5 separate regions of the Sus scrofa genome follow, and regions 2, 3, 4 and 5 are each linked to region 1. Evidence: chromatin contacts called from public HiChIP or PLAC-seq and promoter capture Hi-C data. All regions are on one chromosome and are shown on one strand. The core of a region is the stretch at or near the end of the contact, and the rest is flanking DNA. Distances in the headings are between cores, read along the strand shown. Region 1 holds the start of DUSP6 (dual specificity phosphatase 6). Region 2 has its middle 97 kb from the start of DUSP6. Region 3 overlaps POC1B (POC1 centriolar protein homolog B). Region 4 overlaps POC1B (POC1 centriolar protein homolog B). Region 5 has its middle 65 kb from the start of DUSP6.

The links. Promoter capture Hi-C pulls out the DNA fragments that hold promoters and counts their contacts. HiChIP or PLAC-seq counts read pairs in DNA pulled down with a chosen protein or histone mark.
Region 2: a contact with region 1 is called in a promoter capture Hi-C map of fetal liver, with 3 times the contacts expected there. The contact joins the enhancer-like site here to the promoter of DUSP6 in region 1. A contact is called at or near these places in 2 of 5 promoter capture datasets (fetal liver and liver), 4 of 47 Hi-C or Micro-C datasets (embryonic fibroblasts, heart right ventricle and liver) and 2 of 2 datasets of contacts at active chromatin or transcription factors (alveolar macrophages and skeletal muscle).
Region 3: an H3K27ac HiChIP or PLAC-seq map of alveolar macrophages shows a contact between it and region 1. The contact joins the enhancer-like site here to the promoter of DUSP6 in region 1. A contact is called at or near these places in 3 of 5 promoter capture datasets (fetal liver, fetal skeletal muscle and liver), 14 of 47 Hi-C or Micro-C datasets (alveolar macrophages, embryonic fibroblasts, epiblast stem cells and 9 more) and 2 of 2 datasets of contacts at active chromatin or transcription factors (alveolar macrophages and skeletal muscle).
Region 4: a contact with region 1 is called in an H3K27ac HiChIP or PLAC-seq map of alveolar macrophages. The contact joins the enhancer-like site here to the promoter of DUSP6 in region 1. A contact is called at or near these places in 4 of 5 promoter capture datasets (fetal liver, fetal skeletal muscle and liver), 23 of 47 Hi-C or Micro-C datasets (adipocytes, alveolar macrophages, brain and 15 more) and 2 of 2 datasets of contacts at active chromatin or transcription factors (alveolar macrophages and skeletal muscle).
Region 5: a contact with region 1 is called in an H3K27ac HiChIP or PLAC-seq map of alveolar macrophages. The contact joins the enhancer-like site here to the promoter of DUSP6 in region 1. A contact is called at or near these places in 8 of 47 Hi-C or Micro-C datasets (alveolar macrophages, fetal liver, liver and 4 more) and 2 of 2 datasets of contacts at active chromatin or transcription factors (alveolar macrophages and skeletal muscle).

The regions. Positions count from the first base shown.
Region 1 is chr5:93,301,338-93,306,293 of Sscrofa11.1, reverse strand. It overlaps DUSP6 (dual specificity phosphatase 6), which reads right to left and starts at 3,236. Exons shown (of 3, transcript NM_001267842.1): 1 at 2,376-3,236; 2 at 1,333-1,770; 3 at 1-300. The coding sequence starts at 2,775.
Region 2 is chr5:93,397,321-93,402,103 of Sscrofa11.1, reverse strand. No RefSeq gene overlaps it. Among named protein-coding and RNA genes, the nearest start is that of DUSP6, 97 kb to the right of the region's middle. Within about 2 kb of position 2,388, at least 17 of the 83 cell types and tissues checked have an H3K27ac peak or open chromatin away from gene starts, as enhancers often do. A contact at or near this core is called in fetal liver, liver and skeletal muscle, where this site is marked.
Region 3 is chr5:93,205,509-93,210,148 of Sscrofa11.1, reverse strand. All of the region lies in intron 10 of POC1B (POC1 centriolar protein homolog B), which reads right to left. Among named protein-coding and RNA genes, the nearest start is that of GALNT4, 75 kb to the right of the region's middle. Within about 2 kb of position 2,673, at least 6 of the 83 cell types and tissues checked have an H3K27ac peak or open chromatin away from gene starts, as enhancers often do. A contact at or near this core is called in alveolar macrophages, where this site is marked.
Region 4 is chr5:93,186,065-93,190,806 of Sscrofa11.1, reverse strand. POC1B (POC1 centriolar protein homolog B) reads right to left here. Exons shown (of 12, transcript XM_021092774.1): 10 at 3,445-3,525. Among named protein-coding and RNA genes, the nearest start is that of GALNT4, 55 kb to the right of the region's middle. Within about 2 kb of position 3,291, at least 6 of the 83 cell types and tissues checked have an H3K27ac peak or open chromatin away from gene starts, as enhancers often do. A contact at or near this core is called in alveolar macrophages, liver, omental adipose tissue and 1 more, where this site is marked.
Region 5 is chr5:93,366,185-93,370,668 of Sscrofa11.1, reverse strand. No RefSeq gene overlaps it. Among named protein-coding and RNA genes, the nearest start is that of DUSP6, 65 kb to the right of the region's middle. Within about 2 kb of position 1,463, at least 15 of the 83 cell types and tissues checked have an H3K27ac peak or open chromatin away from gene starts, as enhancers often do. A contact at or near this core is called in alveolar macrophages, liver, omental adipose tissue and 2 more, where this site is marked.

The sequences.
Region 1 (4,956 bases), core at 1,987-4,486:
ATTGCAGGGAGTCCACCTGGTAGACGTTCTGGTTGGAGGGGGTGGTGAAATAGAGCTGCTGGGCGGGGACGCGGTTGTCACAGGGGCTGCTGAGTCCCAGCGTCCTCTCGAAGTCCAGCAGCTGGCCCATGAAGTTGAAGTTGGGGGAGATGTTGGATTTCTTCATCTTCACAATGTCATAAGCATCATTCATCGACAGGTTGAGCTTTTGCATAAGATAAGCCACAGTCACAGTGACCGAGCGGCTGATGCCGGCCAAGCAATGCACCAAGACACCACAATTTTTGCCCCGGGCTTCATCTGGAAACACACAAAAAGAAAGGCAAAATGTCAGTAGACCGAAAACCACCCTTTGTGAGTGCTCAGTCTCGAAACTGAGTAACAGCAGTAATAATAAAGATAAAAAATAATCGTGTGTGGCAGTTGAGCCCTGCAGGCAGCAGAAAATGTATTCCTGCGATAAAACATGTACACTGGGCACAATTACATATTTCAGATATTTTCTGAAAAGGGAGCTTTTGTATTAAGTTTCTGCCAACAAAAAACTCCTTAATGTGTGCATTCTTTGCCTCAGCATGTGAATACCAGAAACCCTGCAATATGGTCGTGAATGCCTTTTATACAGACAAGCAGACTGCAAGGGTCTATTAAATTATTCTCCAACTGTTGTGCCGCTAACAATGGAGGTATTCAGGCATTTTAAAAGAGAGAGGGAAGTCACAGGGGACAGCCCATTAGGAGGAACAGGATGTCGACATGGCCTGAAAATGAGTTCCTTTGTAATAGGAAATGCATTACAATGCCTGGAGATTCGCTTCTCCAGGCTCTCGGCCCACAGTCCTTCCTGCTGTGCTCAGGTTACCCTCGCCGTCTCACTGCTAAGCAGTGTCACAGGAACGTCCAGCTGGATCACAACATCTAGCATTCACAGGGCTTTTGGACACCGTGGTGTCCTGCAACTCGAAGAGCTTTTAAAATTACAAAGCCATGCTAGAATTCCTGTCTACCCTGTGTACCTCTGGGACCCGGCCCTCCTTGAGTCCAAAGATGGGTGGGGGGGATTCTGCTGTCTCCTTCTGAGTGCCCTCCCCCTTTCCAGTGACTGAATTCCAGGTCAAGAAGCAGACAGCGTTTCAAATACACCTGTGGCCTGCCGCCTTGTCAAAAGGCCCTTTTTCTTAACAAGAAGCTAAGCGACAGAATTGAGAATGCCCTTGGAACGTAGAGACCTGCAGTCCCACAAGTTAGCAACAAGAAAGGTGAACCCCTCGAACTCTAGGAATGGTTCTGAATTTTGCATTTAAAAGGCTGCGTGAGGGCTATTAGTCTCACCTATGAAAGAAATGGCCTCAGGGAAAAACTGGGACAGGTTTTGGCTCCAGTGATCAGAGATGGGGATCTGCTTGTATTTGAACTCTCCTGCGTTCTCAAAGAGGTTCGGCAAGTTGGGGGTGACGTTCAAGATGTACTTGATGCCGAACTCCTCTAACACGTCCAGGTTGGTGGAGTCCTTGGCACAGCCCAAGTAGAGGAAGGGCAAGATCTCCACGGGGAAAGAAGGCTGGCTGTTGGACAGCGGGCTGCCATCGGAGTCTGTTGCACTATTGGGGTCTCGGTCAAGGTCAGACTCAATGTCCGAGGAGGAGTCGGAGCTGATCCGCAGGCCCCCGAGCCCCAGAACTGGCAACGGCGGGGAGCTGCTGCTACACGAGCCGTCTAGATTGGTCTCGCAGTGCAGGGCGAACTCGGCTTGGAACTTACTGAAACCACCTGCCAGGACGAGAAAAGCAATCTTGTAACCCGAGATACCGTAGTAGTTTTCACAGGTTGGAGAGCCGCAGCCGGGCTCAGAAACACACCACAGCACCTTACCCCCCCACCCCCCAAACACAGAGACAAATACAGGCGAAAGGCACTTAAAGGTGCACCCTTGGGAACAGAACGAACAGGCCCGCCTCCCCTGGGAACCCTTATTTTTTTGAATCCGGAAATGCACAAAATGGCAACTTTTCTGAGTATCTACAAGTGCCAGAAGGTGCCTGCCTGCACCCCCACGGCCTCTGCAGTCCTGCGAAATCTGAATTCAAAATCAAACGTAGAGGGAAAGTGGGGGATATGCCGGGTAGGAAAAAGAAGAGCTAGTTCCAAAGAAACGACGCGTGCCTGTGGCCGGAAGCGGGTCGATTCCGCGCGGGCCCGGCTCGCGGGCCGCGAGAGATTCGCCGCCGGGAGCCGGCAGACAGCTCCTGGCGCACAGCGCGGCTCTGAAGCGCCAGCCAAGCGCCACAGGGGCGCTTCCAGTCGGCGCGCCCCGCCTGCACCCGCAGCCGGGGTCCCCCGCCCTGCCCCAGGCGCGGGACGCCCCCGGCGCGTACCTTCTAGGTAGAACGCCCGGCAGCCCTCGTCCTTGAGCTTCTTGAGCAGCAGCCCGAGCACCGACTCGCCGCCCGTATTCTCGTTCCAGTCGCTGCTGCTCTCATCGTAGAGCACCACGGTGTCGGTGCCGCAGCGCCGGGTGAAGCGGTCCCGGTCCTCGCCGCGCGTGAAGAGCGCGCGCACCGGCAGGTTGCCCTTCTGCAGGCGCCGCAGCATGATGCCGGGGATGGCCACGTTGATGGCCGACTCGATGTGCGACGACTCGTACAGCTCCTGCGGCCGGCAGTCCATCAGCAGCAGCCGCTCGTTGCCCAGCTCCAGCTGCTCGTTGAGCCACGCTACCGTCTTGCTAATCGCCATCTCCGACGCGAAGGGCACGGGTCTGAGCGTATCTATCATGGGGGTCGAGCGGCCGGAGAGGGCGAGGTGCCTACCAGACTCCCCTCGGGGCAGGCATAGGCCGAGCGCGCCGCGCCAAAGCCGCCGCTCTTGGAGCGGGGTTTAATGCCACCTCTCCTTTCCCGAGCCGGGTTAGCGGTTGGGGCAAGCGAGACAGAAGTAAGCCGGCGGTTCCCTCTGCACCCGGCTGCAGCCGCACGCTCTTGGTGTCAATGAATCTCTTTGAATGAAGCTGCCCAGACAGTTTTGTTCCTCCCCGGTGAATGAAATCCAATTAATTCGGACTTCGTGCTACTGAGAGGAGAGGAAAAAAAAAAAGTCCAGCAGCTCCTGAGCCCTCCCTCCAAACTGCACCTCAAATCCACCCGGGCGGCTTTCTCCTCGGATTATTAAAGCCTGGATTTGCTCACTCTCCCTTGGACTCAGCCCTCGCACACCCCCTGCGCGAGGCAGCTCCTCAATGGATACAAACAGCGAGCGTCTCAATGGATACATTCTCCCCGCCAGCCAATGAGCACGCTGCGGAAGGGGCTGTTGCCGTGGGGACGGGCCGGCTGGAACAGGTTGTGTTGATGAATTGTTAATGAGTTTGTCATTCACAAAAACGGAAAGGAATTTCCGCTCCGGATAAGCCCCAGTGCAAACAAGCTGCAACAGCGGGCTCGGCGGGAGGAAGGAGAAAGAAGGGGAGGCGGCGGCGGAGGAGGAGCAGGGCACACAAACCAGGGCACTTCAGTTGTCTCATGTTTCCTTCTGTTGAGAGTTCACACTTAGCGTCGGAACTTTTGCGCACAAATGGTGCAATTAGCAGGCACAAAAGCCGTTGTTCGCGACGCCTGTGCGCGCAAGCTAGCTTTAGGGAAACTAGTGCTGACTTCTTCGCTTTTATTCCCTTTAAACTCCTTTGGACTGGAGTTCACTTTAACCTCCCCCTCCTCCCGTAGGCAGTGTGTGGCATTTGTTTGCCAGTTTAAAAAGCCCGGCTCTGTTTGCTTCGATGTTCTTTTAGCCGAGACTGTGTTGGGGCTGGTGGACTGCCTGGGCTTTAGTGACCGATGAGGTGTTAAATGCTAATCCAACATCTTTGGAGACAAACCAGGGTTTTGTTGAAACATTTTTAAGCAAGCAAACAAACAAATGCTTGGTTGTCCAGATAATAGAAAGCAAGCTTTTTTTTTTTTTTTAATAGCGCTTTAATTATTTTTTAAAAACCGTGGAGGCTGTAGAAACAAACTCGTTGGGCAATCCGGTGCTTTTATTCCTCTCAGGCGGCGTGGGGGCGTTATGAGCCATTGTTCCGGGGATCCGACCCCCTCACCCGCCGTCACCTACTGCACGCGGCGGGGGTCGCGCTCCTTCATCATTTCTGAGCAGCGAGCTCAGCTTCCGACAGAGGAGCCGGCCTGGCGGGGCTGCCTGGGCTAGGTGCACCAGGGCGTCCGGAGCCGGGCAGGCAGCCCCCACCATCCGCAAAGCGTGAGGAAGTCTTCCTGCGAGGCCGGCAGGCCGCGGGGGCTCAGGAGAGCTCCGCGCATTGCCTACTGTAAACCCAGAGGCTTGTCAGAGGAGAGGCCGCCCGCCCCCACGCTCGACATCCCGCGCGGGGTTACCCTCTTCCCTGCGCGGCAGCAGCCCCCTCCCCTGCGTCGCCGGCGACTCGCACAGCACCGCCCGCTCCTGCGCGTTGCGCTCCTTGCCGGCGCCCGCCGCCTCCGCCTCCGCGTTCAGCGGGCGGGGGCGCCGGGCGACCCCCAAGGCAGGTGGGGGGGCCCAGGGTGGGACTTGGGGGTCTGGGGCAGGTGTGGGCTAAGGAGGAACGCCAGCCGGGCCCCCCTCGCTCCCGAGGCGAGCTGGGAGTCCTGGGAAACGTCTCCGCCACGGTGCAGGGCTCGCAGGTAATTGGAGAGGTGCCGGGCAGGCCCCCTCGGCCGGGGGACCGCGGGGCAGGGCGGGCGGCTGGGGGCCGGATGGAGGCGTGGCGGGCCGGGGCCGCCGTGGCGGCGGGGAGGCGCATTCCCGGCGCGCAGAACTCTATTGTTACATACAAGCACCGGGCCTGGCGCTCCCGAGCGGAAAACCACCTGTGTGCGGCCGGCGCGGCGCGCAGGCGGGGCGGGTGGGGCTGGGGGCTGCGGCCGGAAGGCGCGGGCCCTAATCCGGCTGCCCCTCCCGAACCCGCGG
Region 2 (4,783 bases), core at 1,139-3,638, 97 kb before region 1:
CCAACTTTTTCCACATGTGAGGGAAAGATTTACTTACCATTGATGAGGATTATTTCTAGTTTTGCGCCTCATTTCCTGTTTGTCGTGATACTTGCTTGAATTTACCTTTAAGCTCTCAAACATGGATGGAACTGGATTTCTAGCTCTTTACTGTAAAGAGAAAGACAGATGCAAGCTCCCAGAGTATCGTGGGGCTGAAGCCTTGGCCATGCCTTATTCCAAAGTACTGTCTCACTCAGGACCCCATTCATCATGATGTTCTCCTACAGGAATTAAATGGGAAAGATGAGGGGAAAAAAACAGGGCTCTAGAAGATATTGCTCAAACATGCCCAAACAGGAGTGCCTATGTTTGAGTCATAGTGCACATTTTAGGAACACCCTGAGCTTCATATATAGGAAGAGTTGAGGCATGAACACACAACAACACTACTGTGATACCAAGAAGCCATTCCAGGTCACTAATGAAAATGACAGAGAAGTCACCCAAACAAACAAATAAAGGAACATGGCAGTCACTGTGAATTCACATCCTCAGCACTCTTGGATATCGGTGTTAATCAAACACCTGTGTTGCTGTGCATATTTTCAAATATCAGAATTGAGTCCTTTGTTGACTCTTTTCACTCTAATACCCAGTTTCTAACCTTAGTCGACCCTTTCATCTCTTCCCCCAATGATATCATCTAATCGGACAATCACTTCTGCTTGGATTGCTCCCAGTTCTTCAGCCAATTGCTCAGACCTGCATGGTAATCTTCCCGCCGGATATCTGGATGTCCCTCCAGTACCACAAAGCAAACATCTTCAAAACCAAACTCACTCGCTTCCTCTACAAAACCAGTTTTTCCACTTGGCTCCCCAGCATGCGTTAATGCTACCACTGTTCTACAAGGTGAGAACCTCTATTATCATTGACTCCTTCCCCCCTTTTATCTTTCACTCCCATCCAGTCTTAAGTTCCAGTGAGAGGTTTTCTAACACCAGTGTCCAAGGTATCATTCCAGTCCTTCCTCCTTAACGTTCAACTCCTTTTATTCTCACCGTCTCCAGCCTAATTCAAGTTCTTGTTTCGTCTCACGTGGACCATCGCAAGCACTGTTACTGGGGAACAAAAATTTCACAACCAGATAGATTTGTATTCAAGCCCTGGTTTCATCTCTCTCTAGTTGTGTGATCTTGAGTGATTTCCCCAAACCCTCTAATCCTCAATTTGCGCCATAAAATGATAGCTCATTTCAGGAGTACAGAAAACCGTATTAGTTAAAGTGCCTGACGCACAATTGTTCAAAGTGTCAATGCTTCTTCCCTCTATTCCCCCAAAAACGTGTTCTGATCAGGTCTTTTCCATACTCATACACTTGGAATGATTTCCCTTTCTCTACAAAAACAAGACCCAGCTACTTATTTGCCCTCCACAGCACCGCCCAAGCTGCTTTCCTAGCTTTTATCTCCCACACTCAGCCTTTCAATCATCCTTAAACACACCCAAAACTTTCACTGCGCTTACCTTTCCACTGGCTATGACTTTCCCATTAATCTCCACCAGGCAAATTCTACCTATTCTTTAAGAAACAACACAACTGCATGCCCTCCATGAGACCGACCAATTCTGATGTTCAGATGTGGGTTCTTTGAATGTCCACTTCACTGTTTTAATATCTACATCTTGGAATGTGTCATATTCTGCTCCCATACTATGACTGTAAGCTTCCTGTCTTACCCTCAGTACAGAACTGTGAAGTAGTTTCTTCATCTCCAAAACCTGCTGCTTTTCAGTTATTCAATACTCAGGAAACCAACCAAATTGATTTAAGTACACGACCCTAGGAGAGTAACCTTTATCTGTTAGAATACAGACTCAATGAGGGCAATCATTTTTGTCTGTTTTAATCAATGCTCTATTTTGAGGACCTAGAATAGTGCTTAAAATATAGTTGGTGCCCCCAGACTACGTACTGAATGGCTTTATAACCCAAGATTATTTTTTGAGCCAAGAAAACAATCCCATATAATCCAGTTGTTTAACGTTATGCCAATTGGTATCACCTCAGCTCAGCACCCTCTCATCATCTCTCAGGGACATCACATCATGTGCGACCAACATGAAATGGGCACCAGCGGTCCACTCAGGGAGGGCTCCCAAAAGAAAGGAGCCCAGCCCACACACCCTCAGGTGCCCTTCACCACGCAGGCTTCTGCGGCTGCCAGTAACACTCCGACTGCTCAATAAGCACCTTGCTATCTGGCCTAGACACTGAGCCTGCAGTGTGGCAGGGGCATAAATTAAAGCCCAAGAGAACAATCACAGGAACGCTGGCCTCTGAAGTCAAGGCCAGCCAGCAGTATGATTCAGGCACCGAATGTTGCCTCCCTTGGCTTCAGTCAGAATCCTGAGAGCAATCACTTGCCAGCCCAGCCAGGGTCAGAAAAACACTGCTGAATTGCTGGCCAGGATCCCCGACAAGCAGGCCGCAGACACCATTTTGCTAACTCTAACAAAGCTTTAAGCTGCACCTGTAGATCCAGCCTGTTCACTCCCTGCTGTGGAAGGTGGGCGGCAAGAGGGAGCAGAGGGAGAAAAACCTTTCAAGTCAGACAGACCTGCTTCTGAATGCTGGCTCCCCTACTGACTAGCAGTGCAGCTGTGGGCATTTTATCAGCCTCCCAGGCTGCAGATTCCTTATCTCTAAAATAATACCTACCTTACAGCATTATTGTGAAAACGAATGGTGCTACATGTAAAACACCAGCACCAGTTTTGCTGCTGCTGTTATTGATGTTATTAGATTTAAGAATCAAAGAAAGTAACCAGACTTTAAACTGGCATGCCTAACACGATCCTAAGAATTCATCTTTATTAATTCACTATAATTTTTATCTTTATTCATTTTGTCCCTTGGAAGGATAGTGACAGATTTCTTAGGAAAATAATCAAGTGTCAATGCTAAGCATGCTAAAACACACTGAAAAAACTCTGAGATGAATTTTTAGAACTTAGCGCTGGCAGAGAGTTCACTGGCTTGACTTCATATTCCTTCGGTCCCTGAACCTCGAGACTCCTCAGCTAAGGGTGCCTTGAGTCCCTGTGCCTCTGAGACCCTGCCACCTGCAAAGATCACCCCTCTTCTTGGCAGTTTGCCCGCTGTGTTCTATATCCTTCCATCACCCCTCCCCTCAGCCAGCACACACACACATGCACGCACGCACACACGCATGTGTGCCAAACCCCTCAGTCATCCTGGCCTGTTTGAGTGAGTTTGAACTCACTCAAACTCACTCTCACCCTCATTCCCATGGCTCCCAGGCTCCAGAGAGGGCAAGTATGCAGGAGAAGGGACTTTTTTTCACAGCAGCCACAGTCTGACAAAATGCCAACGAACTTGGCAATCACAGGAAGCACGCACTTACTCAGCTGTCACTCATTGTTCTCACTTGATAGGTAAGTCAAGTCCCTGGTCTGATGGTATCTGAAATACATCCTTTCTAAGGTTTATCTTGAATCCTGTATCTTATGCAGATCCTGAGTACATACATCACACACATCACGACATGCCGTATTTCCCTTCTTGGGGGCCATCCTGGGTGGTGTACTCGTTTACTGAATTGTCTGATTTTCTGCGGAACTCCTTGTCTGATTCTGTGATACCCCAACTGACAGTAATTCTGGACCATTCTCCCCACTGGCTGTGGAAGGCATCGCTTAGCTTTTCAGTTGTATCACCTGAAGTCTGATGGAGCTGGCCTCTGAAGACTAAAACTGAAAGGGAGGAGCTGTTTGAGATTCATCCTATGCACCATGTGCTATAGAATTCGCCTTATTTTTGCATTTCTCCCTTGTGTGGAGAGCCCTCAAACTGCCTACTTTCGGTCCTCACTTCTCCTCCTAGCCTCACCCCACCAAGGCCCACATCATTCCTCATCCGTCTATTGCAACCCCACCTTAACTCTTGTATCTGCCTCGGCCACCCCCACTTCATTCTCTTCCTCTGATGTGTTCTTAGTGGACTGATTATTCTCGGCAGCAGCATTACGCACAAGCACTTAATGGCTGCCACACATAATCCACATGCCCAAGGGGAGCACGTGAAGCCCTCTGCGACCTCATCCTCACCACCCGTATCTCTTGCCACAGGCTTGCTCTGTCCTGCACTAGCGACTACTCCCCTTCTGCTGTTTCACACCTCCATACCTCTTATTACGCGGTCCCCTCCACCAGAAAAAGGAATGTCCTTTTTCACCTACTTTCCAAACGTGGAAAGCCCTGCATCCTCTTTCAAGAACCTGCTCAACCTGAACGCACCGCCTGGAGATGTTGCCTTCTTCCACCCTCACTCTTCCTCATCCTCTTGTTTTTGCTACTGTGGCTGTTGCACTGAATGGGCTTTTGGTGGTTTCTGCCTCAACTACTAGCCTGCAAGCTTTTAAAACAATAGGAACCACATCTCACTTACCTTTGGCTCCTGAATGCCACGCAAAAATGCCTGGCACCTAGTAGGTGTTCTGTAAACATTTACTAAACTTTCCTTTTCTTCTTCCTTTTCGGGACTCTTGTGACAAATATCTGTTCTAAAGTGACATCAGCTAGAAAAGACCATTATTGAAAGCTCTCTTCCTACGCTAATAGGCTTGGATACCATTTCATATTCCAGGAACACCTGAAATATATTTCCTTTTTTTAAAATAGTTTTTCTTAGAAAGTCATCTCATTTTGCCAGTTTGAACAAGCCTGGAAACTTTGGTATTTGTTTTGAAACTGAAAAGTGCCTTAAGACGTACTTTGT
Region 3 (4,640 bases), core at 1,424-3,923, 96 kb after region 1:
AGAGATGCAAAATACAATAATGGAAATAAAAAATTACTATCATATGACACACAGAGATGAATAGAAAGGCAGAGAGAGGGAAAGATACAAGATCGCCATCCCACATTAGCCAATGGATGGATCTATCCTCCAGTTTCACAAAGGTATTGGACTCTAGATATTAGCAGATTCTTTCCCACTGACCAAGCCTGCCTTTGCATCCTGTTTGTACAGGGAAAGAGCAATATGGACAGCTTAGGTCATTCATGAAATTTAAAAAAAAGCTGAAAAGGAAAAATATATTTAAGATTCTGGGTTATTAAAAGTCTAGCAAATGAGGCTACAGTACCTGCTGCTCCCAATATACTGAGGTTTCCTTCTCCTTCAAAGTTGCTAATGTTCCTCTTTTAGGTGAATGTACTGAATGCTGACACGATGCTAAGCATTTATCAGTGTTAAATGTGCATAAAACATGATGCCTGCAAGCAAGGAGGATTCTCTATGTGGGGAGAGAATTAAGACAGAGCAAGACCTAGATCCCCTGCAGTGCCCGGCACATCACTGGAAGTGAATAAATAAGAAACACAAGCAAACAAATGACTGTAGGAGAAGAACAAATGCTTTGGTAGTCCACAAAAGGGAGAAATCACATGTATTCCCTTACCTCTTATTTCTTTGCAGACACTTGGAGTAGGGCAATGATAAAATTTATTGATCCATTTAACAAAAGACAGCCTCTTATGGTAAGCACTGAAGCTGCAACAAAGAACAAGTCAGACATGGTACCTTCCTTCAAGGAGCTTACAGTTTTCCAGGGGACCACTTCCTCCAAATGGGTGGCAGAGCAATCACCACCCTGAAGTTCTCCGTGGATATGTCCATGGCTGCCATCTCATAGATGGAAAATACAGCCTTACCACGTGAACAGAATGAATCTGAATGGCTGATATATCCTTACTGCTACAGGTTATAAGGACTTCACTTTCGCTCTGAACATATACAATAGGGAGAAAAATAGAGTTGAAAAAAATCCAGGACCAGATGGCTTCACAGTGAATTCAAACATACAAAAACTTATATTGATCCTTTTCAAACTCTTCCAAAAGATTAAAGAAGAGAGAACATTCCAAAGTACAGTTTATGGAGTCCCCATCACCCTGATACCAAACCACAAAGACTGCGAAAAAGGAAAATTACAGACTAATTTCTTTGATGAATATAGATGCAAAATTCTCACAAAATATTAGCAAACTGAATCCAACAACACAAACCTATCACCTTAAGGTTCTGAAGGTCCACAAAGATTTTACAGCGTTAAAATCAAAGTGTCAGCAGAGCTGTGTTCCTTTGGAGGCTCTAGGGGTGAATCTGTCCTTTCCTTTTTCAGCTCCTCAAGGCTGCCTACCTGCATGGCTCAAGGCTGTAGCACTCCAACCTCTTCTCCCCCTGTCATACCTTCTTCTCTAACTCCCATGCCTCCCTCCTTCCCCTGTAAGGACCTTTTGTGATTGCACTGGACCACAAATCTAGGATCATCTCCCCATTTCAAAATCCTTAACTTCATCCCATTTGCTAAACCCCTTCTGCCACATAAGGAAACGTATTCACATATTCTGGGGATGAGGCAATGGACATCTTTGTGAACCATTACTCTGCCTCATATGAGAAATGAATATACAAAAGAGACCCTGTTGGGAGTTTCCATCATGGCGCAGCAGAAATGAATCTGACTAAGAACCATGAGGTTGCAGGCCTCGCTCAGTGGGTTAAGGATCCGGCATTGCAATGAGCTGAGGTGTAGGTTGTAGATGCAGCTCAGATCTGGAGTTGCTGTGGCTGGCAGCTGTAGCTTCCATTAGACCCCTAGCCTAGGAACCTCCATGTGCCATGAGTAAGGCCCTAAAGAGAAAAACAAACAAACAAAAAACCCAAAAAAAAAAACCCAAAAGAGACTGTGTTGACATGAGATTATATTCCAATGAATGAAGAAGGAAAATATATAGATTTGTGATGTGAGGTCAGGTAGTAACAAAAGTTATGAAGAAAAATAAAGCTGGGTAAAATGTTACATCATGATTTAGCTTCATTGATGATGTATTTTTTTGGGGGGGAGGGGAATGGGTAGAGAGTAAACTTAGGGCATGTTAAGTTTGAGATGCCTATTAGACTTCCAAGGAGAAAAATCATAAATACAGGTGGAAATATACAATTCTAGATTTCTGTGTAAATCCAGGTTGGGGCAAGGGATATAAATTTGGGAATTAACAGAATTATATAAATTACCAGTTTTTATAAAGGATACAGATGAACTGCCAGGGGAAGAGGTACATAAGGCAAGGTGTGGAAGGGTACCAAGTACAGAAGTTTCTGTTCCCTTATAGCTGGGGGGTTTGGCATATAACTATTTGCAACCATGGGTCTATAATCATTGAAGGCGGAGCCAAAGAGAACGGTTGCAAAGCCTTTAGAAGGCAGGAAGAGAAGGAGCAGGAGAGGTGACTAGTGACCCAGGAGGTAGGAGGGATGCTGGACCAGAAGCCAATTAAGGAAAGAGCTTCTAGGAGGACAGAGTGATCACCAAGACCACATCCTGTAGGAAGGCTGGTCTGGATGAATCACTGGGACCCTGCCTGGAGGGGAGTGGTGGGGCAAAAGCTTAATGGGAGCGAACTCAGAAGAGTGGAAAGCGAAGAAATGAAGACAGTAAATGCCTTTTGTTTGAGGAGTTCTGCTATAAAGGGAAGCAGAACAATGAGACAGGAGCTGGAAAGGAATGAAGGATCAAATAAAGGCTTTCCTTTTTAAAGATGGGAAACACATCACCAATGTGGGCCGGTGGAAAAGATGAAGCAGCAAGAGAGCAGCGAGGTCACAGGACAGGGAGGAGATAACTACGTGGCGAATGGGCCACTGGGCAGCACCGTGTGACCCTTGGAGTTACAGAAATAAACTAGGGGCGGATCAGTCAGCACGGCTGTCTAGTCAAATTCAGTTGCATGGTTGTGGGTAGCGAGTAGGCAGAAAAATAGATTTAACCAGGCTGAAGTTTTGGGGGTGAGCTCAATGCAGAGAGGAGGGGCAAGGGCATTGCTCGGGTGATGGACTGTAGAATCCAAGCCCAATAAAGGAGAGGCACATGGACACAGAAGGTGGGCAGTGAAAAGGCGGAGGCTCGTGGGACTGGAGGCCCTCCCGGGGTGATGAGTGGTCGGAACTGGAGTACTAGAGGAAGTGGTGGCCAGTGAGTGGGAGGCTTTACACTGAGCTGACCATTAACACAAAAGATTCAGACAGTCTCTGAGTTCATCTGAGAAGCCTGACCGAGAGAGGAAGGCTGTCTTTTGGAAGTGACTCAGGGCGCTGCCCTGTCTTTGGTTCATTCCTTGAGATCAAAGACAGTGTTAACCAAGGACTGGATGGATTCATCAGAAAAAGAGCGAAAAGAGCCATGGAGTCACCCACATGGGGTTGTCACAGGTCCACAACACAGGGTTCGTTCTCCATTTCTAAAACTTGAGGACGTAAAGGCCGTTGGTCCTGGAGAAGAAAACCGCGTCTCTTCTACCCTGTTTCGGCACAGTGTAGCGTGCGTCCTTGTACACAGAAACCCTCCTACCTGATCAGGTCTGATGGATTTAAAAATATTTCTAGGATAAAATCAGAGAATGTCAAGTGGAATTTGTGTCTCCCAGACTAAATCTGTTGAGCTGAGAAAGGCTTTTGTTTATCCCTTGGGGAAAATCATACATCTTTGTCTCAAAGGGAGAAAAAGAGGCTTTGGGGATAAGGTTTTACTCAGGCTTTGATTTTTTCTTCTTCAAACCAAGTTGGAAATTTCATTTTTGTCAGATGTCTTAAAAAAACAACCCCTCCCCATTCAACTATCAACTAGAATATCTGAATGATTAATTCAGCGCCCTTGAAAAAGACAGCTGAGGCCACAAATCTGTCTTGGCCTTTAATATTTATTCTCATCTCTAGAGAAGCTTATTAATTTTGAAGCCATGAATAGGTAGGATACAGCTAGCACACATCAAATCTGTACAACAACCTCCTTCCATGTTTCACATCTTATACAATTAGGCAAACATAAACTACGAATCCCTTAAAGGAAGATTTGTCTCCTAAGGCCCTTTGCTGAGTCGAGAATCAGGCGCTGCCCTGGATAAACCTAAGTACAGACCATAATACTCAGTAAACTAGAATGAACTCTCTCTTCTGAGTTACTATAAAACTAAAAGATGCTATTTCCATTATTCTTAGCACTCTAGAAAAAGATAACGACCAATAAAACCTTCTGTAAATTCCAAAAAGAGGACAAGTAGCCATTGCATCTTTTGTGAATCCTGCTGTGCTAGATTCACAAAAGGCTACAGAGTAAGGGACGCATTCCTACTATCTCCTTTGTAGAGAACTCATCAAGAACAATTTATGCAGCATGCTGAATTGACGAGAGCAGAAATAAACCATTATATATAGTGATACTTCACTGTGTTCAAAAAATCAGCACGTGTGTGTGTGTGTGTGAATCTAAATTCTGAGGCAGGTAACAGCTTATATGGTACAATGATGTTTTTAAAAGATAGTTTACATTCAAGTAAGGATTACATCCTTGAAAAAGTTTGACTTGGAAAACCACACTTGGTTTACTTTCACCCACT
Region 4 (4,742 bases), core at 2,042-4,541, 120 kb after region 1:
TCCGATTCAACCCCTAGCCTGAGAACCTCACAACGTCATGGGTATGGCCCTAAAAACATGGAGAGAGAGAGAGAGAGAAAGCAAGAAAGCAAGCAAGAAAGCAAGCAAGCAAGAAAGCAAGCAAGCAAGAAAGGAAGAAAGAAAGAAAGGAAGGAAGGAAGGAAGGAAGGACCCAAAAAAACCAAACACCTTGGTCTATTTCTAATAGAATAAATGAAAACATTAAAAGACTCAATGGGAATCTTGAACTAAATAATCTTTGGAAGATCAGTAGATAACAAGTGACAATGTATTGGAACAAGATTCAGAAATTTGAGATCAACATTTTTAAACTATGTCTATGTGACAGCCAGCACATCCCTTTACAGAAACATTTTTTTTACAACAAAACTTTAAAAATGCAGATTGGTAACAGTTTATTTTGATCCTGAAAGACTGTATCAAATTTCCTGCCTGGCATTAGAGACACAAGTGCACGCCACACAGACAGCAACTGTGACACTGTGTATGCTGGAATGAATTCTCTGTAGTAAGGAGGCATCAGAGCATAGACACCAGTCCACACTCATCTCCACATCATCTGGATGTAATATTAAAGCAAGTCCAACAGCAACAGAAGCCAACGATTTCTTCTATCATAACGAACCTGCTTTTATCCCGCAGGAAATTTCACAAATTAAGGTCTAAAGAGTGATCTTTTTCTATCTCATCTTGAAGAAAATGAATTTCTAAGGAAACTTTCTTCCAGTCAACAAAAATCAAACAAACTCCCAAAGTGAAAAGTAGCCACAATAACGAGAACCAAAACCACCTTTAATTACTGCTTTTTTGAGCTTCCAATACGTCTCCAGGTTTTGAATTTATAACCATATGCAAAGTTCAGACCACAATAGTGCTTCATGCCAAAATCGCCTTTACAATGATCCTTGATTTGTTGTGCAGAAGCAAAAGAAAAGCAGCCAATAGTAAGAGGAGATTACAGATTAAGAATTACTTACCACTAGATTAAAAGAAAGGCAAATCTGTACATGATTTCACTTTAGTTTTCTAACCACTTGTCTCTGAGCTAAAGCAAGGATACATACATTGAAAATTCAAAGGAAAGCTCTCTAGATATTATACATAAAAATCTAAATGCACAGTTCCCATTGCAGCTCAATGGAAATGAATCTGACGAGGATCCATGAGGACGCAGGTTCGATCCCTGGCCTCACTCATTAGGTTAAGGATCCAGTGTTGTCCTGAGCTGTGGTGTAGGTTGTGGATGTGGCTCGGATCCCTCGTTGCTGTGGCTGTGGGTAGGCCAGGAGCTGCAGCTCTGATTCGACCCGTAGCCTAGGAACCTCCATGTGCCGTGAATGAGGCCCTAAAAAGACCAAAAAAAAAAAAAAAAAAAAAAAAGAAAGAAAGAAACAAACAAACAAACAAAAAACCCTAAATGCTTTATGAGCATTTATATCTTCAGAAAATGGTATTGGTAAAATAAATAAAATCAGGATTCTCTATGGCTTGCCTGGAGGCAAGCAGCTAAAACAAACAAACAAAAACTACTTTCCTGGGACTCCACTAGCCAAACCAATTTATAGCAAACGAGTTTTTGTTTTCTGCATTTTCTTGTTTGTTTTTATTTTTATGTGGCATCAAGCACACAACTCAAAGGAACCGTGGGGAATCTTTCTGTAATGCTTATATATTGGGTTGAGCTGTGGGAAATCACTGGTGCTGGATTGTTTTTGCCTACAAGCTGGCAATTTCAAATAATTCAGCCTAACGTTATCCCTTATATGGATACTAACTGTCTTCTTTGGTCCTATTATTCTGTTTTGTAACACAACTGCAAACGTATCATGTGTTTATTATAAGAATTGTCTCCTTGAAATCCCACATACATTGTATGCCTGAGTTAGGGTCGTACAGCGCAGACACTTGACTATGACACTGCTGCATGACCACCCAGGGACAGACACCCTGCTGTCACTTGCTGGGTGGCAGTTATAACCTCCTCCATTGCACACTATGGAGAACACCTGGATCGCTCAGGTCAATGAGGCTTTGCAAAGTTTGAAGGGTTCTGGCGGGGAGAGAGAGTCTCAGAGCACAGAACAAAGGCTTTTGATGATCTCTGATATCTTCTAGGCCAGAAACACCCAAGTGTAGCCTACCAACCACCTCACAAGGAAGCAGCACATCTCAAAACAACCTATCTTTTGCTCCTCTCACTACTGGAACAAAAACGCAACTCACCAGAATTTGCACATTTCAACAGCATGCCTTTTGAGCAGTTCCTCAAACATAAAGGTATGGAGCACCTACTATAAGCCATGCACTGTGGCAAGAATTCAATGTCTAGTTAGTTTTTTATGTCATTAAGTTATTAATGCAGGGAAACATTTATAAAGTTATTTTTAAGCACAAAGAATGTAGAGATGAGACCACAGATTCACGTAAGGTCCTAGGTGTCCCCAATGATTCTTGGGCTTCTCTTAGACAATCAGCCCCCACTCGACCCCCTAGCTGATTTCCTGTCTTTGGAACCTCTCACAAGTGATCTAGGAGTCTTCTCTGCCGTGGAATTAACACTGAAAAGACCCTTTAATAAGCAGACTTCTTTCTGGTACACGACAGACTCAAGGTAGGCTAGTCCTCTTCAGAACTCCTCTACACTGAATACAATTCTTGGGATCCACTGCAGAGGCTGCACTGTTGTAATGCCAAGTGTTTGTTGCTTGTTTGTTCTCTTGTTTGGCCATGTATTAATAATTTACCCGACACACTGGACAATGCTGACACCATCCCAGTGGCGTTGCCGAAGACCACACCACTCCTCCCGTTCGATTTAATGTCTGGTTTTGCCCTGACCAGCAGACTCGATGGCAGAGACGATCTGCTTTGCAAGGACTGAGCACAGGCAAAATGAAAAGCTAAACTCTCAATTTCTGAAGACGTTGGATACACTGAGTAAATAAATTATATGTATATAGTTTTTTAGAACAGCATTGCAAGTGTTAAAAATACCTCTTAATTCCTGTATTATCCATCAAGATAGATGAACAAAGAGAAATGACTGCTTTTCTTTCAGGTTCTAAGGAGACTAGACATAAGTTTAGCACCTTTTGAAGGCAATTACCAAAGAAGGAAATCTGCTATGAGACAGCAAGTGAAATGTCACACGGGGCGGTCGGGGGGCGGGAAGCACCTTAGGAAATGCGACAATGAGTATGGATTCCACTGTGCTCAAGGTTGTCCCATTAAAGCTTTTGGAAACTGGCGAAGCTCCCCCTTGTGGCTATTTAGATACACTGTAAATACAACTTTTTGAACAAGGCTATTTCTATGCTGTTAGGCTATTTAGCCCATTTGTTTTCTTCTCTCCCACATACTTTTTAAGGAAAATAGACTGTGCCAAACAATTAAAACACCACTCAAATGCCAAATAAAACTTACTGTAGTAGAATCAAAAGAAAGGATGTCCACAACAGGGGGAGCGGAGGTCTGCAAATCGATTACATCAAGCTTTGGATTAATCTGTGTACACACGTTAAAAAAAACTAATATTAGATTTTTATGCCATAAGAAACCAGAAGCCATCTGTAACAATCTAGGGGGTATTTCCTAATATATTCTAAAACTAAAATATAATGGTATATTCACTAATATGGATACAAAAACTTTCACTAAAATATTAGTCTATCAAGTCTAATATATAAGAAAAGATCATCCTAACCCAGACGAACTTATCCCAGGAATAAAAAGCTGCTTTTACATTCGAAAATAAGTGAGATTCATCTACAAAGGGATTTTAAAAATAAAATAAAATGACCCACCTCAAAAGATGCAGAAAAAAGTCCTAGCCAGTTCATTAAGATAAGAAAAGGAAATAAAAGCATTAAGAGGTAAGAATTTGAAGAGAAGAAATAGAAATTGTCATTCATATATAAAGACATCTCCACAGAAGTTACTGCTAAATCATTAAAACAAATAAGGCAGTTTACTAGATCCAAAATCAATACAGGAAAACCAAGTGTATGTCTGCATTTCAGTACGCAATTAGAAAATGTAAATTAAAAAAAAAACATTTACAATATCATAAAATTTTTAAATACATCCGAAAAAACAAAGATGCATAAGACATCTATGAAAAAAAAAAAAAAACTCATGTAAAGTCAATAAAGAAGTTTCACATAAATAGAAGGTTGTACCATCAAGAGCTCAGAAGCAGAGCCCTGTATATACAGAAAAGAAATACAAAAGAAAAGCGATGTCACAAGTCAGAAGAGGAAAGATGATTTTTACCTGAGAAAACTAGTTCAATAAATGATCCCTGCCTAATATTACATACAAAGATGGACAGCAGATAAATTAGATACCTAGAAGTTATTTAAAACTGTAAAATTTATGGGAGTAAATGTAGGAAAATATCTTTCTGGCTTAGGGTAGAGAAAGACGTCTTAAACAAAAGCTTCGAAAAGGAAAACCATAAGGCAAAAAAAAAAAAAAAATTGATCCATCTGATTACATTAAAATTAAGGATTTCTGTTTAACAATGGAAACCACAAAGTTAACAATCAGATAATGGAACAGGAAGAGATTCTACGTCTAAAACTGAAAAAGGACAAATAGCTACAATATATATAAGAAAAACCTACTAATCAACGTGCAAAGAATGGCAATCCCAAGTAAAAATTATAATCTAAGAGTTATCTAGACTATGGAGAGATTTTCAGAAACATTAGCAGTAATTA
Region 5 (4,484 bases), core at 214-2,713, 66 kb before region 1:
CACTGGCTAGAAAGGAGGCAGAGAGGACAGGGAGCTGATTTAACCTGGGAAGACTTCCTGGAGGAGGGAATACCTGAATGAAGTCTTCAAGGATGAGTAGATGGCAAAGTTATGATGGTCTCCTTGGAATCATTGAGCAAAGAACATTTCACTGAAAATGTTGGCAGATGAAACCCTCTCCAAATGTCCTGATTTTTTAAAAAAATAATAATACTGAACCAGCAGATTAAGAGAACTTGCTCCTATCAGTTGAAACATGACAGCTTCCAGCTAGATGTTGCACAATATTTATGTGAATGAATTGCAGTTGAGAAGTTCTGCCCAAATAACTGAAAAAGAAAAAAATCACTTGGAAAACAAGTACTGAAGCTCATATCTTAGAATACTTGACAACGGAAAGATATACAGAAGAAGCTCGTTCAGAAGTGGATAAACACGAAATGACAAATGAAATATGACCCGTGACCATGCCAGTGAACTGAATTCTCTTTAAGGGCAGGGATGACTTATTCTCTTAATACATTTCTTGGCAATAAATGTTTGATTAATTAACACATGAACAAATAGAGTTGAATTACCGGCTTTAAAAAAAATAGTTTATAAATCATCTTTGAAATGAACATTGTAATAGTTACCAATTTTCACTGAGCACTTATTATACGCCAAGCACTGCATTAAGCCTGCACATGGGTTGTCACAATTTTATCTTGGGAAGTCAGTGCTATTTTTATTTACTTATTTGTTTATTTTGGCTTTTTACCATTTCTAGGGCAGCTCCCACGGCATATGGAGGTTCCCAGGCTAAGGGTCTAATCGGAGATGTAGCCCCCAGCCTACACCAGAACCACAGCAACGCAGGATGCAAGCCGCATCTGCAACCTACACCACAGCTCATGGCAACGCCAGATCCTTAACCCACTGAGCAAGGCCAGGGATCGAACCCTCAACCTCATGGTTCCTAGTCAGATTCACTAACCACTGAGCCACAACAGGAACTCCAAGTCAGTACTATTTTTATTTTGACTTTGCAAACTTATTCACCGATGTAACACATTTATTGAGGGACAAATACTTTCAAGCCTCTGTTCTGGGAGCTGTGGATATGGCAGTGGACAAACAAGGTAAAATACTTCCTCTCATGAAGGCCGCATTCCAACGAGGAAGACCAACAGTAAATAATAGAGTATAGCATTATAAGAGGATATAATACGCATATTCTATCATAATGTTCAATATCATCTCACATACATGCCCTATATATCATAACATTATATTGTTTTGCGGTGGGTTTGGGTTCCTCAGGAAATTAGACGCTGGACCCTGAGGAAAGTGAAAGCACCAAGACTGGGCAGAGGGAGAATTTGGGCTGTGATTTAAGCTGGACAGAGTCCCCAGCCAACCCCACAGGGAGCTCTCAAGCTGGGCTCACTTTGAGTCTTGGCATCTGGGCCTTTTCACCCCCGCGGTGATCAGTCTTCAGGTGCAGGCTGACCAGGAAGAGGTCATGACCGTGGGTGAGGCAGCCCTCTTAGGCCAAGGGCAATTCCCAGAGAGGGCTGACAGCTGAGGGCTGAGTTGGCAACACTCCCAGGAGCTGGAGCCAAGTCCTTCGGTCTTAATTACGATGCTCTTGACTTCATGTCAGTCTCTTGGCCACTAGAATGTAAGCTCCGCGAAGGCACGTATCTGGCATTCGCTCTGATCTGCCTCAGCTGCCTAGAACAGAGAACTTGCACTTGAGAAGGACTTTATAGTGTTTGCTAAATTAATGAATTAATGGTAGAAAATGATGGTATCATAGAGCATAAACCTAAAGCAAAAGTTTCTAAAGAATGAGATCAAGTTGGCATATAGAGTACTTGTAAATAATTTGTATTTGTTATTGGTACAAAACTTGGAAAATTATGCTTCTTTTTAAAATCTTGGTTTAGGAGTTCCCGTTGTGGCGCAGCAGAAATGAATCCAACTAGGAACCATGAGGTTGCAGGTCTGATCCCTGGCCTCGCTCAGCGGGTCAAGGATCCCACAGTGTTGCTGTGAGTTGTGATGTAGGTCGCAGACACGGGTCGGATCTGGTGTTGCTGTGGCTGTGGTGTAGGCCAACGGCTACAGCTCTGATTCGACCCCTAGCCTGGGAACCTCCATGTGCCACGGGTATGGCCCTAACAAGACAAAAAGACAAAAAAAAAAAAAAGAAAGAAAGAAAGAAATCTTGGTTTGAAACCTCTGATTGGTGATTTGAACGTCCGTTTATAAGTTCAGTTTAATACTTGATTTTAATGGCTTTTGTTAAGAGCTGAATTATGTTTCCCCCAAATTCAGTAACTCATAGTGCCATCGCGTTTGGAAATAAGATCTTTAAATAGGTGATGAAGTTAAATGAGCTCATTGGGTTGGGCCATAACCTTATATGACTTGCATCCCTGTAAGAAGAGGAAATTTGGACAAAAACATATATGCTCACAGGAGAAGACCCTGTGAACAAAGAGGAAGAAAATAGCCATCTACAGGCCAAGAAAAGAGACCTCAAAAGAAACCCTATATGCACCCCGAAGGAATGCTATTTAGCTATAAAAAGATGGAAAACCTGTCATTTATAACAACGTGGATGAAGCTGGAGAGCTCTGTGTTCGAGTCAAATACCAACGAGAGAGAGAGAAATACGGTATGCTCTCATTTTTATGTGGAATTGGAAAAAAAAAAATTGAAATCACAGAATTAAGAGAGTAGAAAAGTGGTTGCCAGGTGCTGGAGAGTTGGAGGGAATGGGGAGAGATTGGTAAAATGTACAGACTTTCATGAATAAGTTCTGGGAGTTCCCTGGTGGCTCAGCAGGTTGAGGATCTGGCATTGTCACTGCTGTGGCTCACGTTCTATCCCTGGCTCCAGAACGTCCACATGCTGAAAAAAAAAAAGACGGGCATGGCCAAAAAAAAAAAAAAAAAAAAAAAGTTGAAGAAGTTCTGAGGGTCTAACATATAACCTGGGGACTAAGGTTGATAACACTGTATTGCATAACTGAAATTTGCTAAGAGGGTAGAACTCATTTAAAAAGGGGGGGAATATGTGAGATAATGGATGAGTTAACATTTATCAGATCATCATGTTATAGATTTTAAATAGCTTACAATTTTACTTGCCAATAAAGCTGAAAAAACAGTGGATATGAATCCATATTTTAAATAGTATTGATAATGAGAAAAAAGCAGCTTAATTCTTAACAGATCGGATTCGATCATTGCTTTTCCCTGGTCATGTGTCTCACATAAGGAGTGAGCAGAGCCACCTCTACAATGTTACAGTCATCCACATGTGCTTACATTATTAGTATTTTTTTAACCTGCAGTTTCTCTGCAAGGAGTATTTTCTAGCCACATGTCTACTTGGTGAGCATTCATTCAGTTAAAACAAGAGGATATAATCTGAAAAGCCATATTCTGCAAGCAAACAAGAGTGATTCTAGGGCGGTACCATCGTGGCTCAGTGTTAAGGAACCCAACTAGTATCCATGAGGTTGCGGGTTCGATCCCTGGCCCCGCTCAGTGGGTTAAGGATCCGGCATTGCCATGAGCTGTGCTGTGGGTCACAGACACAGCTTGGATCCTGCCTTGCTGTGGCTGTGGTGTAGGCTGGCAGCTACAGCTCCAACTCAGCCCTTGGCCTGGGAACCTCCATATGCTTTGGGTGCAGCCCTAAAAGGCCAAAAAAAAAAAAGAGGGGGGGATTCTCTTGGCTCCCTCCCCATCTCTTCTCTGTGGAACTCCATTCCCGACTCAGGAATACTTCCTGAATATCCAACACAGCAACCGAGAAAGGCTTGTGGGGAGGCCCGCACCACCATTCCATACGTGCAAGTAAGCTGAATGCCTTCTTTACACTGTTGGAGCCAAAAAACAGTTGTAATTTTCTTCGCAGCCCCCATTGCTGTCTTTAGCCAACCTCTGGGCTGCATGCACCCCCACCTGGGAGACCAGTCTACTTGCGTCAACAAAGAGAACAGCTGTTTTTTGAATGACTTCTCAGACAAAAGCCAGCTCTGTCCTGGTTCTATCAGGCGTCGAATTCCGAATTCCGGGGGCCCAGAGTGACCCGCCCTTCTCTAAACGCCTCTCCGACAGCAAACGCCAGCCCTCACACGCCTCCTTCAAGGGCATTCGCTCTTCCGTGGGCTCTGCCACCTGATTGCCCTGAAGTGGGTCCCTCTCAAGCGGAGACAAAATTGTGAAATCACTCAGCATTCCCTAAAAGAAATCTAGGGTCGAGTGTCTCTCTTTGGTATTTGAATCTGAGTTCAACCCAGAGGATGCACAATTCAGCAGCAGCATAATTGAATTTCCTTTCACCAGCCTGCCCGGGCTTGTTGTCTGTCACTCATCAGAGCCAACGTCTTTGTCAAGGGCTGGAGGAACCACATCTTAATGTCACTGAGCAGATAACACATTAACTGTTGATTGACACCCGGAAATGCTCCAGGATTGTGTTCC